Regions from separate parts of the Mus musculus genome. Here region 1 is linked to region 2. Evidence: chromatin contacts called from public promoter capture Hi-C data. All regions are on one chromosome and are shown on one strand. The core of a region is the stretch at or near the end of the contact, and the rest is flanking DNA. Distances in the headings are between cores, read along the strand shown.

Region 1 (6,625 bases), core at 768-3,267, 650 kb after region 2:
CGATGCCAGTATTGTGGGTCGGTCACTTCTGCAGGCACCAGGTCTTGGTTTGTTCATCTTGGTTTTGTTTCTGTGCTTGGACTTCCGAATCTAGAGTATTTTACTGGCTGAGCATCTCTCTTTTGCTCAAATTACCTTTCTTCTTTCATCAGGGGCATTTACAGTGTTCAGGGAAGGCCTAGGTCTTAGTGGGGTAGACATGTTCGTTTTCCTCTGTGAGGCTGGGTGCAGGAACTTCCCCAGTGGCCTAGGAACACCAGGGACCCCACTTGCCACAGGAGGTGGTGTAGGTTGGGCTCCTGGAGCAGAAATCCTGGGTGGGAGGGAGCTGTTCTCGGGCCTGATACAGCACAAGCTGTGCTTGGTGCCTGGTGCATTGTCACCACACAATCTCTTTTTGTCCTATAACGGTGAAAATCTGTCATACACTAAATGGTTTTGTGTTTTTCCATCTTCATAAAATGGGTGCAGTTATGCACTTAAACCTAACTTTTACCCTGATTCTCTTTCAATACATGATAAATTATTTTATTTGTGCTTGTCTTAAAACTACGACATTTTAAAAACAGTTGAATCGTAATACTTTTAGTTTCATTATCTTACAAATATTTTGTGCCCTTAAGTGTAATTGAGACAGTGTTGAATTTTAATACACCAAGAGACTAGTGAAATGTCTGGCTGAGTAGTTCCAACTTTGAGAATTCATAAATTGTGCCACTAAAATACTGTCTCTGCTTTTTAGCAATTTCTTTCTTGATAAAGAGCCAAAAGTCTCAAATTGTTTTCTAGAATTCGGTGTTTGCGTAACAGCTGTCACGGAACTCAGAAGTGAGTCCTGCAGGGAGCCTTTATGGGAAGGTGAAATAGACCACTGTCGGCAGTAAAACGGCAACTAGATTTTCTTTTTAAGTCAGAGTCAGAATTTCTTTGGAAATAAGATGATTCTTGGTTTCTTTCCCTGCTTCTGTTGATAAAATGACCTGACTTAGGACAGAAGGGTTTGTTTTAGCTCCCACTTCCAAGTCCGCGGTGACGTCACCCCTACAGCCAGAGGAGCAGGACAGATGCTGGTGCGCAGCTCACTGGCTCCATTTCCTGCAGTCCAGGGTTCCCACTGGGAGTGTTCCTGCCCACAGTCAAGATGGTCTCTCAAATATAAACCCAGAGCCCCCGCCCCTCCCCCTGTCCTCGCCCCGCCCCCTTCCAGATAACCCGTTCCTGTCTGACAGCTAATACCAACCAACCCCGATTCTATCCAGGGTTTGGGAAGTCGCTCAGGTGTTGGTTTTGTGTGAAGAATGCGGATGTGTTTTTCTGCCTGGCTCTTCCGAGTGTGGGTCTCATGGAGTATGCCAGCAAATGGACCAAGCTCTGTTGTTATCATTTTTGGCCGTGGCTTCTCCAGCCTTGCTTGCCAACATTGCATTCAAATAATACTTTTCTTTCATAAGGTCAGAGATTTTTTTTTTTAAGCATCCATGTTACTTTCCTAAAGTTCTGTGGGTAACTTCTCATGAATTCCAGTACAAAAAAAAACAGATGTCTACGTAGGCATGCATATGATTTGACAAATACAGAAAATGGAAATAATTTCTTCTATGCTAATGACTTGAAACCACATAGGAACTTCGGTGGAACATGAAAGAGTAGTATTTTGGAAATTGAAAACTACTTGAGGAGCAGTGGGGTTTTAAATGGTTTGCGATTACAGTCTCACAATTCATTGAATTTGCCCTCTGCAGGACAGGACAGGTGTAAATTGCCCTTCCATAAGAGTGAAGAGACTCAGTGAATGAGCCATAGAAATGGGCGTTTGTTCCCTGCCTTGTGGACAGGAAGTTGCCACTCTAGGTAGCTTTGAAAACCACACAAGAGATAAGGAACTTCGTGGCTGTATAGAGAATGAGGAAATTCAAGGAGAAGGTACACAGCAAACGAATACTGAAGAGAGGCCTCGTGTACGCAGAGCCGTCCAACTGAAATCCGGGTCTTAAGTCATACGATACTGGATGCTGTTTAACTTTTAACGAAGAGCAATGCCCTCGAGCCAGCAATCATCTGTGTATTGATGCGCTCCCTGGGAGGTGGGACATGAGAGTGATTAGGGACCGAGGCTGAGGGGGCGCCTGCCACACGAAGGGTCTTAGAGGCTGAGGGGAGCCTGCCACACGTGTATGGTCTTAGGCTTTTTTGACCTTTGTTTCTTCCTGTCACTAATCAAATAAAAACCTCACAGAGCCATATTTGGAAGTTTCATCAGAGGAGGGAATACAGCACCATTATTGATTTTTAGAATTCTGTGGCACATGGAGATAGAATAATTCAGTATCCGCTCGTACGTCAGAGCAGTTTATTCATAGCAATTTGTGGTGCTGGGAATCAAAGCCAGACCGTGTGCGTATGAAGCAAGGGTTCTACTGGGGAGCTACCTCCTACTCCTTACTGATTGTGGTGGGAAAGAACAATTTTCTTCCAAGCATGTTAACAGTGTTCCATACTTGTGGATTATTGTCAGCCTGAGTGGGCTGTGCCCCGGCTTGGCTGCTGTTCATCGGTGGGTTTCTCATTCCCGACAGGGCCTGATTTCTCACCTGCTTAACACGGAGGTGTGGAAATATGAAACCAAATAATCTTGGAGATGTGCATAGCACAGTGCCTGGCATGGGTGGCTGTTCTCAGTGTCCTTGTACCCATCTACACACAGGAATCCAGAGCGCCTAAGTGCAAGGCCAGTCTTCCTTTCTCTACGAAAGGCTCCACTAAAAGATAAATTGAACCCGTAGTTCTAATTGAAAGACTGTTTGTTCAATATGGGGTTTTATAAAAGGACATAGTCAGAATGTTGATACATTACCTCTGAGCTTTGTGGAAAAAAAATTTCATAAAAGTTCTTGCTTAGAAAATTACTAGGACACGGGTAGAATAAAGCACGCTGTAATTCTATTGATTTTAATGCTCATAAAATGTTTTAGTTTTCCATCAGGTAAAAGAATTTGTCTTGGGAATCAATAGAGGCAGGGTTGTAGATTCAAGCTTTGACATCCTGGTAGAGATGTGGCGATGCCTGTGGTCCCATAGTCTTCTCTGAGGTCAGCTGCTGTTGACCTGTGTTCAGGCCTTCACCATAAGAGGGTACAAGCACATCAGTGGGGGTCGACACCGCTTTCATCTCCAGCCACAGTCAACAAGAAAGAAACTCCAAGCCACCCCACTCAACATCCTTAGAGGCAAAACTTAATCCCACCATAAATCACTGGATGGCTCTTCCAACTCAAGACGGCTGATGCTGGGCTGGGGATAGGAGCGGATTGGTAGAGTGCTTACCCAGCATGCATTTGATTCCTACCCTTGCATAAGCTGGGCAAATGACACACAGTTTTAATCCCAGCACTAGGGAAATGGAGGCAGGAGGATGAGGAATGATAGGCCACTTCAGTTAAACAGTGAGTGAGAAGAAACTGGTGTGAGCTGTAAGAGGCAGTGCTGGGGAGATGACGAGAGAAGAGAGGGAAGAGAGAAGAGAATTAGCTAATGCTGCGCTCACATCCTGTCTTAGTGGGGGGGGGGGGGGCTCTGCTGCTGGGAAGAGTCACCATGACCATGGCAACTCTTACAAAAGAAAGCATTTAATTGGGGCTGGCTTACAGTTAAGAGGTTCAGTCCATTATCACCATGGCGGGAAGCATGGCAGCATGCAGGGTGACATGTTTGCTAGAGAAAGAGCTGACAGTTCTACATCTGGTTCCACAGACAGCGGGAAGAGAGAGTGACACTGGGCCTGGCTTGAGCATCTGAGACCTCAAAGCCAGTCCCCAGTGACACACCTCCTCCAACAAGGCCACACCTAATAGTGACACTTCCTATGGACCTATGGGGCCATTTTCATTCAAACCACCACACACATAAACCAGAGACCTTAAGGAGAGGGGTGGATGAAGGAACACTCGTTTCTTTAACGCTCATCTGGTCTGTGGGGGGCTTTACTTCTTTAAGATGTAAAAACTCAGTTGATTTTTTAAATCCCATGGGTTTTTTGTTTGTTTGTTTGTTTTTTTGTTTTTTCTGCTTTGACAAAAGAATATAATGATTCCAAACATACAGTTTGAAATTTTTGAATAGCTGTGCTAAAGTCTGGGGTTGTTTGTTTGTTTGTTTTTTGTTTTGTTTTTGTTTTTTTGTTTTTTGTTTTTTGTTGTTTTTTGACATATGCATTTGGGATCTCCTAACCCTGCATCTCAGAAAAGTACCTTACCATTCTCACCAGAGAGTTGCTGTGTCCAGTCCTGGTCAGTCCTCTGCTTGATCCCCTTCAATTTTTTTGTTGTTGTTGTTTTGTCTTTTTTTTAATTAGATATTTTCTTCATTTACATTTCAAATGCTATCCCGAAAGTCTCCTATATTCTCCCCCCGCCCTGCTCCCCAACCCACACACTCCCAATGCCTAGCCCTGGCATTTCCCTGTACTGGGGCATATGATCTTCGCAAGACCAAGGGGCCTCTCTTCCCTTTGATGGCCAACTAGGCCATCCTCTGCTACATATGCAACTAGATACGTAGTTCTTGGAGGTACTGGTTAGTTCATATTGTTGATCCTCCTATAGGGTTGCAGACCCCTTTAGCTCCTTGGATACTTTCTCTAGCTTCTTCATTAGGGACCCTGATAAACTATCTCTTGTGAGGCTATGACAGTGCCTGGCAAACACAGAAGTGGATGCTCACAGTCACCTATCGGATGGAACACAGATCCCCTCCAGTTGTACCAAGAGGAGTGAAGGACAACAGTCTGTTTCCCCTTGTCTCCTGCTGAAGTTAGAATTCCTGTCTTCTAGAGGATGCCCATATGTCAGGTCACTTGAGCCCATTTCCCAACATTTACAGGGTCTCAACCATTCAGGACAGCATTTCTTAAAATCTAAAGACCCATTGACAGTCTATACTATAGTTGATGATTCCCCAAACTTGAAGATTTATCTATCAATATTTCAATATGTACTATATTGGAAAAGAAAATGTAAAGCAGAAAACATATTTATTGTTTACGAAAAGATAAGCACAACATGGGTAACATTTGGGTGAGGGAGGGCTCTTTAAGGCTAAGGCAGCAAGAAGAGCAGCACTGTTCTCATTGCTGCCCGGCTCCCTAGCATCTGCCTTAATAGAAGACAGCTGGGAATTTCTCTGTCTTTCTGCTCAGTCTGCTCCAGTGTTTTCCCTTGCTTAAAAATATGAAGAAAACTTGGCTCCACGTAGAAGTATAGTTGGAAGAGGAGATATGTATTTTAATAGGTTTTTCAAATAGTTACGACGATATGCTCTGTTGATGCTAGAACAAAATTTGGCAAACAATTATTTCTTAAGGGTTGGTACAAAGTCAGATCTGAGGCCGTGTGAAGGGCCAATCAGAATGCAGGACAGTGGTGGGACCAATCAGAACACAGGACAGTAGAGAAGCCGGTGATCAGTCTTGCACTTTGAATGCATTTTTCTAGGCTCATACTTCTATCATTCGGAAGCTACTGGTTCACTGAGCTAGAAAGTACTTCTGATTTGTGCTCATTTTCAGTAGACAACATAAAAAGTCCCATTTGACAACACCAATAACTACTGGCCTTAAATATTGAGACACAATTTTAGAGGAAGGATTTTTAAACAAATATATTTTTGGCTTAAAAACACAAAAATTTTATCATCATCAACCAGTGCTATTTGTAGTTACCCTTAAGTTTCATTATTAAGAATAAATTCCAGACACTCAGTAAATACCTACCATAGTTCTATACCAATTCCTCCAGATAAAATGGTGCACCACTAAATGGTGGTTGGTTCAGCTTGTAACTTGCACAACCCCACAAGTGCTTCTTGGAGTCACCCATTGTAGTTCAGGATCAACAGATGTTTTATATGAATTCTGCACATGTTAAAATGAGGTCCAGCACTCAGGAGGCAGGTGCAGCTGTAGGAGTTCGAGACCAGCCTGTCTACACAGAGAGTTCCAGGCTAGCTGGGACAACACAGTAAGATGCCTTCTTAAATAAATAAATAAATAAATATCCTAAAAAACACTGTGTATTAGTCAGGGTTCTCTAGAGTCACAGAACTTATGGGTAGTCTCTATATAGTAAGGGAATTTGTTGATGACTTACAGTCTGCAGTCCAACTCCCCAACAATGGTCAGCAGCAGCTGTGAATGAAGTCCAAGGATCTAGCAGTTGCTCAGGCCCAAAGGCAAGCAGGTGTAGAAGAGGGAACCTTTCTTCTTCCAATGTCCTTATGTAGGTCTCCAGGAGAAGGTGTGGCCCAGATTAAAAGGGTGTACCACCATGCCTGGATCTGGGACTTGCTTTATCCCGGGCTGACCTTGAACTCAGAGATCTTCATGACTCAGTCTCCTGGGATTAAAGACGTGTACTACCTTGACTAGGCCTCAGCTTTTCATGGCCACTATGCCTCAAGATCTCCATGCCAAGATCCAGCAGAAACTTGTATTTCCCAGCCTCAAGATCTAGATCACAGGTGAGCCTTCTAATTCTGGATTTAGTTCATTCCAGATATAGTCAAGTCGACAACCAGGAATAGCTACTACACACTGAATAAGAAATTTTGATAAATATATCTGAATCTGCTT
Region 2 (6,734 bases), core at 201-2,700:
CAACCACGTGGTGGCTCACAACCATCTGTAATGGGATCCGATGCCCTCTCCTGGTGTGTCTGAAGACATGTACTTATATAAGTAAATAAACAAGTCTTTTTTTAAAAATCGGGAAGTGTGTAAAATGTTCAACCCTTTAGTTCTAAAACTATCTATTTCAAGGATATAATGCCAAACAAAATTTTAAATTGTGTCCAAAAGCACTCAGCGCAACTTATATAGAACTTAATTGGGTATAACTTGTTTCTAATATGAAGGAGATAGCAGAATCAATTATAGTGTATTTACTTTGAACTGAGTACCAGCAATCATGATAGAGATGAAGACTTTATAGGAAAATACATATAACATATTGCTTCTTCTGAAAGTCTGTATGTGTGTGTGGTATGGTGGGGCACACCTAATATTTTAGCATTTGGATGAAACAGAAGTGTCATGAGTTCAAGACCAACATGGGCTACATAGTGGGAACTGTCAAAAGAAATGAAGAAAGAGGGAAAAGGCGAGAAGAGAAAGATACAAGGGAGAGATAGGAAGCACGCTACATTTGTTCTCTGATAATTACAGTATCACTAGTGGAGATGAAGATATGAATAATTAGCCCCTGTGCATTAAACTTCTCTTACCTGAGCACTGTGCCAGAGATTTAAAAAAAAAAAACCCCTTAGGTAGTTTCCCTAAACGTTTAAAATGTTAGCTTCCTAAACATCTTCATTAAAAATGAAAGAAAGAAACAATTGACACTTAGATATTTGACATCATTTGGTTCTGTGGGTGTGAAGACTGACCAGATGTGTTAAAACTGGTTGCAGGTCATGTTGGCGGAACTCAAAGGCAAAGATGAAGTCTACGCTGTGAAGGTCTTGAAGAAGGACGTTATCCTACAAGACGATGATGTGGACTGCACAATGACAGAGAAGAGGATTTTGGCTCTGGCTCGGAAACACCCTTATCTAACCCAACTCTATTGCTGCTTCCAGACCAAGGTATGCTTAAGAAGGGGCTGGCCAGCTGACCTCTTGGGTAGTATCGTGGCATCTAACACACAGAATCTAAGCTATCAGAAACCACTTTTGACCGTCTGCGTACCTCTCTCCAAGACTTAGTGTGGTGGAGTGGATTTTACCCTTGCAGAGATAGGCGTTCGATTGAACACCATATGTGTGTCTGTGCAGGGATGAAAGATCGATAGTGCACTTTCAGATTGTGGCAACTCAAAGCCAAATGGTCAACCCCAGTGTTGACTCATTGGAAAAACCAACAGATGCGGTGTAAACCCGGTTCCAGCTCTTTTCAATCAACAGTAAGATTGCTTCTAGGCTGCTTCAGCTCAAAAGAAGAAAAAAAAAAAAAGCAAAAGCTACCTTCATCCTTCTACCTTGTGTGATGTCATAGGAGATGTTGAATCTAAACAAATGCTTGGAATTCCACAGTGAAATCCAACCATATAAAAGTTACCTGGCTGCCAGCAGGTGGCAGTAAAGGATGAGTGTGTGTATGGACATTGTAGCACACACCCACACCCATCTGATTTGGTATTATTCTTACAGAAACAGCACATGTTCTTCATAAAAATTCTTATTTTATTTTCCTTTTTGGAAATGCGTATGGGAGAAAGTCTTCTAGGATGCATTGTGAATCTGTAGTATTTGTGTGCTTTAGAAGGCAATCCAGACTGGGTCCTAGACAGTGAAGGGTGACATGTATGTAGGTGCTCGTGTGTGTGTGTGTGTGTGTGTGTGTGTGTGTGTGTGTGTGTGTGTATGTGTGTGTATGTGTGTGCGCATGTGCACACGCATACATGTGTTCTATATGCTAGGTCCTGGTGAACAAGACCCCGTTCCTGCCATCAGAAACTTGACAGCCTCTTTGCTCCAGCCCCCACCCTTACCCCTGAGGCAGTTTCTGAGAACCCTGCTTGTCTGAGGAGCTTTAGGAATGGGAGACTCTGTGGCCTGAGCTCCCATCCAGTAGTCTCAGGTCACATTAGCTCACTGGAGTCCCGGAAGAGTCCTGCAGCGTACCAAGAAAGATTACCTTAGTTTAATCCACAGTTGCCCAATTATTTTGGTCCCGACTCTCCCCCATCAACCCACGCATGACATCAGTAAGCAACACTGATCTAGGAAAGTTTTCCTCTCCTTCTGATGGCATCAGAAATGAGAACCACCTGAAAGGGCCTGGCCACTCTGCGGCTTATTTTTCAGGAACACCAGGGTTGCTTTCTCTATGAAACTGTCCTCAGAGACCCTGCTTCATAAAAATCTGTTTCTTTTCTGAGAAGCCTCAGATTGGTGGCTAAGTCATTTCTCTTTCAAACTTGTGTTGTGTAACACCAAACAGATTAGTGTGAGTTCATGTTTGTGTACAAATGCAGAGTCCAGTGTGGCAGAACAAGTGCAGAGATGGGTTTGGCGTTGTTCTCCCACTACAGCTTGGCTACTGTGGTTTTGGTTTTGAGATGGGGCCCCATTCTGAAGTTCAGTTCATTACTAGCCTGGAACTCGGGACAGTCCTGCCTCCACCTATTAAGTCCTGGCATTATAGGCACGAGCCACCATATCTAACTCATTTAGAACTTAATTCAAGATCAAAGAGAAAAGTATCAGGTGTGATATGTCTTTATTGTCTGTGGTTCTTTTCACATGGGCTTACATTCAGTAGTTTTAAGTTTTGTCTTAAAAGCAATAACAACAAAACCACTTAGTCTACTTTTTTCTTTGTATCATTGAAAAAATTGTTTCAGAGAACCAACAGTTGTGTGTGTGTGTGCGCGCGCGTGTGTGGTGGGTATTGGGAATTGAACTTAGAATCTCATGCCTGCCTTGAAGTAGGTGCTGGGTGTGGGGTTATCAGCGGGACACAGATTTGCCTGAGGAAGGATGACTGGGTGACTGGGGTCAGGACTTGGGGCTCATACTAACATCTGCAGTAAATTAGCACTAAGAAATCCTTAGTGTTTCCGTGGCATTCACACCAAGAAGAGCTGGGAGCTGCTGCTCTCAGGTCTAGCGGGGCAGCGGTGCTTTTGAAGGGTGAGATGGAGTGGAAGCAGAAAGGACAGCCTCAATCCGTGCTCAGTTTTCAACCTTGCTTGGATGTTGTTTTTCCTGAAAAAGTACCATTCCTCAGCCACCATACTGTTGTGGTTTTGACTGAGATTTTCATATATGATTCAAACCCACAAATATCTGTTTCAATCCTATTAAGATTTTTGCCTCATCCTTCATTAGAACGGGCAAAGCAACAGTGGGTGTGAAGTTGGTTTGGGCTGAGCCCCAGTGTGGTGGTTTGAATGAGCAGGACCCCTCCGGGCTCAGCTACTTGAATGTTGGCCTCCAGTTGGTGGCAGTGTTTGAGGAGACTCAAGAGATGCAGCTTTGTTGGGGGAACTGTGTCACTGGGAGTGGGCTTTGGACTTCAGATGCTTCCCACCATTCCTAATGTGCTCTCTTTGCTTTTTGCATGCTGCTCAAGAGCTGAGCCCTCAGCTTGTTGCTTCCACCGCCATGTCTTTGCTACACCATCATGGACTCCACCCCTCTGGAACCATAAGTACAAAGAAACTCTTTGTTCTTAGGTTGCCTTGGTCATGCTGTCTAGTTACAGCAATTAGAAAAGTCACTAACAGACTCAGGTTTTAGTATACAGGGAGGAATAGCTCTTCTGGAAGCTGCCTTGAGAGCGTCCTGGTCGATTATGCAGAACTTTAAACTGGGTGCCATGTACAGGTTGGCTGGGAGAGCTTGGGAGAGGGTAAAGTAAGGTCCTGTGCCTTTTCTGGCATCCAGCAAGGATGGCCATGCAGAGCCATTGGTAACAACCATAATGGCCCAGTTAAGTTTGCCAGCAGCAGCCTGCTGAAGGACCAAGCTAAATTCAAATAAGGACTTAAGGTTTCTCTCTTCTAAGCTGTTCTGTCCTTGGTGATGTGCTGTAGTCTTCTTCCGCAGACTCTGGAAGATAAGAAACAAGTGAAATGATCCCAGAACCCAGCGCTAATGAGAATGATCAGATAGGCCAGTCAATCAAACCACAAATACATACATACCCATCAGATTCTGACCTTGTGCTAGACTTGAGACCCTGCTGTGTTTTTTAGCTTCTAGAGAACCTGAATCGGGCGAGGGAAGCTACAGAGCTGGCCTTTGAGATAGGGTTAGCATTGGGAGGAAGGCGGGCACCTAGAGATGGCTCCGAAGTTCTTTCTAGATTTCATTTGGCATTCTCCCACACTAGACTTCACAGCTCCTGTTTCCTGTTTCTCTGTGGACAGATGACACGAGAAAGAGGAGAAGGGGGGGGGGGGGTGCATACTGAGAAAATAAGCAAAACAAATTCTTGCTGAGAGAAAGGGACATGGCAGCGCTGGGACCCTCTTTAGGGGGCTGTGGTGCCCCGCTCGGCTCTCAAAGGCATGGCCCTCCTGCTCCAGGCTAGAGCCCCGTGCAGGAGCTGCTTTTACGGACTCTGCCTGTTTCATTGGCTGCTGGCGCTCAGAGAGCTCCCAGGAGGTAGATTTATTTTGATTTTGTGGTTAACAGAAAATTAAAAATCCCAAGCCCTTTGAGATTTCGTGTGTTTGTACTTTATCACTGCCATTACAAATCCATCCTTTCCAACTGGATCCCACAAAACCTGACCTGGCCGGTTTCACCCGTGGCATTGCCTCTTTAAAACTTGCAGTTGTGCACACTGTACCCGTCCCCCACCCTCTGGCATTTCCTGCCAGGCCTGGGAAGCCAAATCCAGGAGGACTTTGCTGTGAAGGAAACTGGGGAAGCGGGGCTGAGCTTCTACAGGATCTCCGCTGGCCAGTCTCCCTCCAGCCCTGGGGAACGGGCAGCATGGAAAATCCTTAAAAAGCAACTGGAGATGTTTTTCGAATGTGACTTAATCATCTCTGTGGGCATGGGGAGAGCTTCCCAGAGCAAGTGTTGACAACATAGGAGAGAATTTGTAGTTTCAAGGAACTCTAATGTTTGTTTTGACTTTTAGCAGAACAGTAAACCCTAAAGAAAAAAATGGGAAAGCAAGATGATCAGCAGAGAGATGGCAAATCTAATGAATAATCAGGCAAGTCTGAGAGAGCAGAGAAAGCAACCTGAGGGGTAGGCCATGGTCCTGCTAGACCACATGATGCTGGAGGTCCAAGGGCCTGGGAGGAGTTGGAGGGCTTTTGGCCCATTTTCTGGCTGTTTCTGGAAAACAAAAGCCTGAGATATTCCACACCTCTAGTTGGTTTGGATTAGCAGCCCTCAGGGACTCTGTGGTACACACTTGCCAGGAGAAGACTCTAAGCAGTAGTGCTAGGGTAGGTAGTGTTTTCTAGGATTAGGTGAAGTGAGTCTACATGGATGCTTTGGGCTTTGTGTGACACAGTGGCTTATGTAGTGATGGCGACTGGAGGAAGCACATCTCCTTGGTGCTGAAGAGCATCCTGAGTGAGGGTGCTGGGAAGCAATGCCATTTCTCTTGCTTTAGCCAGTTTACACACTCAGGGGTCCTGTGGCCTGCAAGCGACCAAGGGCTCATGGAGACTCTGATAGGAGGGTCAGTATTTAAAGTCATTGAGTGGTAATCTTTGCCTCCTGGGGAGGACGGAGGGGCATGTCTGTGTGTGTGTGTGTGTGGGGGGGTGTTGGAAATGCAAGTAGAAGGGCCACATGATTTCATATCAATCAGGCCTGATGAAGAGATCAATCACTCAGGTCTTGAGGCAAGGACCCACTCTAGAATGAAATGCATGCTTATAGAGTTCACTTTGCTCCTGTGTCCAGGATAGATAGGCAGGGAAGATAGGGAGGAGCAGGGAGGAGTGCTGCCCCTTAGTCTAGATACTGTCACATCACGTCAGCTAGCTTCTTTGCATGTAAGGAAGCCATTTGCCTGAACTGGAGTCGCCGTCATAGGCTTCTGCTCAGCTGGCCCTCTTCACATGCTACGACAAGGCAGGCGTGATTATTCTCTTCTTTATTTTCACATGTGATTATGATAACATGAACATAAGATGTATCACCTTGGGCACAGGCCTATAAATCTAACACTTGGAAGCTGAGGCAGGAGGAGAGAAAGTTTGAGGTGACCCTTACGAAGATTGCCTCAAAGAAATATCAAGCAAACAAAACAAAACACCCCAACCAACCAAACAGCCGATGCTCTGACCTTGGGGATGGGGTGATAGGCACATTTATGCACTTGTGTGTGTACCTGCTTGTGTGTATACACTTGTGTGTGTACCTGCATCTGAGCGTGTGAAGCCTGAGGTGAATCCGGAGTATGTTGCATCATGTTCCATTTTTAAAACAAGTCCTTGGTCACTGATCCCAGAGCTTGTCATTTGGGCTTGGCTAGCTGTCACCAGACTTTGTCTGTCTTGCCGAATCCAGAATTGGCTAGGGTGGGGCCTCACATTCTCCTATTCAGTCACAGTGTGTTGACCTCCTACTACGTGCCAGGTCATGAGGCACCACATTCTCTGTCACAGGATGTAGTGGCAGCCAGAGGAGGTCATGGTCTCACTTTATGGGAGCACACTTATTGTGTCACAGTGTGGAAAGTGCTGGCTTCATGCTAGTTCCCAAACACGGGGCTTTGTTTTTTGAGATAGGATCTTACTATGTAGTCCTGACTGCACTAGGACTCACTACACTGACCAGACTGGGTTCAAACTCACAGAAAGCCACTTATCTCAGTCTCCTGAGTGCTGGGGTTGAAGACGTGCCCCACCATGC

The links. Promoter capture Hi-C pulls out the DNA fragments that hold promoters and counts their contacts.
Region 1: a promoter capture Hi-C map of liver shows a contact between it and region 2, with 2.6 times the contacts expected there. The contact joins two enhancer-like sites. A contact is called at or near these places in 2 of 39 promoter capture datasets (hippocampal neurons and liver) and 1 of 9 other capture datasets (adipose tissue).

The regions. Positions count from the first base shown.
Region 1 is chr17:87,141,419-87,148,043 of GRCm38.p6, forward strand. No RefSeq gene overlaps it. Among named protein-coding and RNA genes, the nearest start is that of Socs5, 37 kb to the left of the region's middle. Within about 2 kb of position 2,018, at least 67 of the 459 cell types and tissues checked have an H3K27ac peak or open chromatin away from gene starts, as enhancers often do. A contact at or near this core is called in liver, where this site is marked.
Region 2 is chr17:86,495,126-86,501,859 of GRCm38.p6, forward strand. Prkce (protein kinase C, epsilon) reads left to right here. Exons shown (of 15, transcript NM_011104.3): 10 at 813-986. Among named protein-coding and RNA genes, the nearest start is that of Gm30284, 54 kb to the left of the region's middle. Within about 2 kb of position 1,451, at least 20 of the 459 cell types and tissues checked have an H3K27ac peak or open chromatin away from gene starts, as enhancers often do. A contact at or near this core is called in liver, where this site is marked.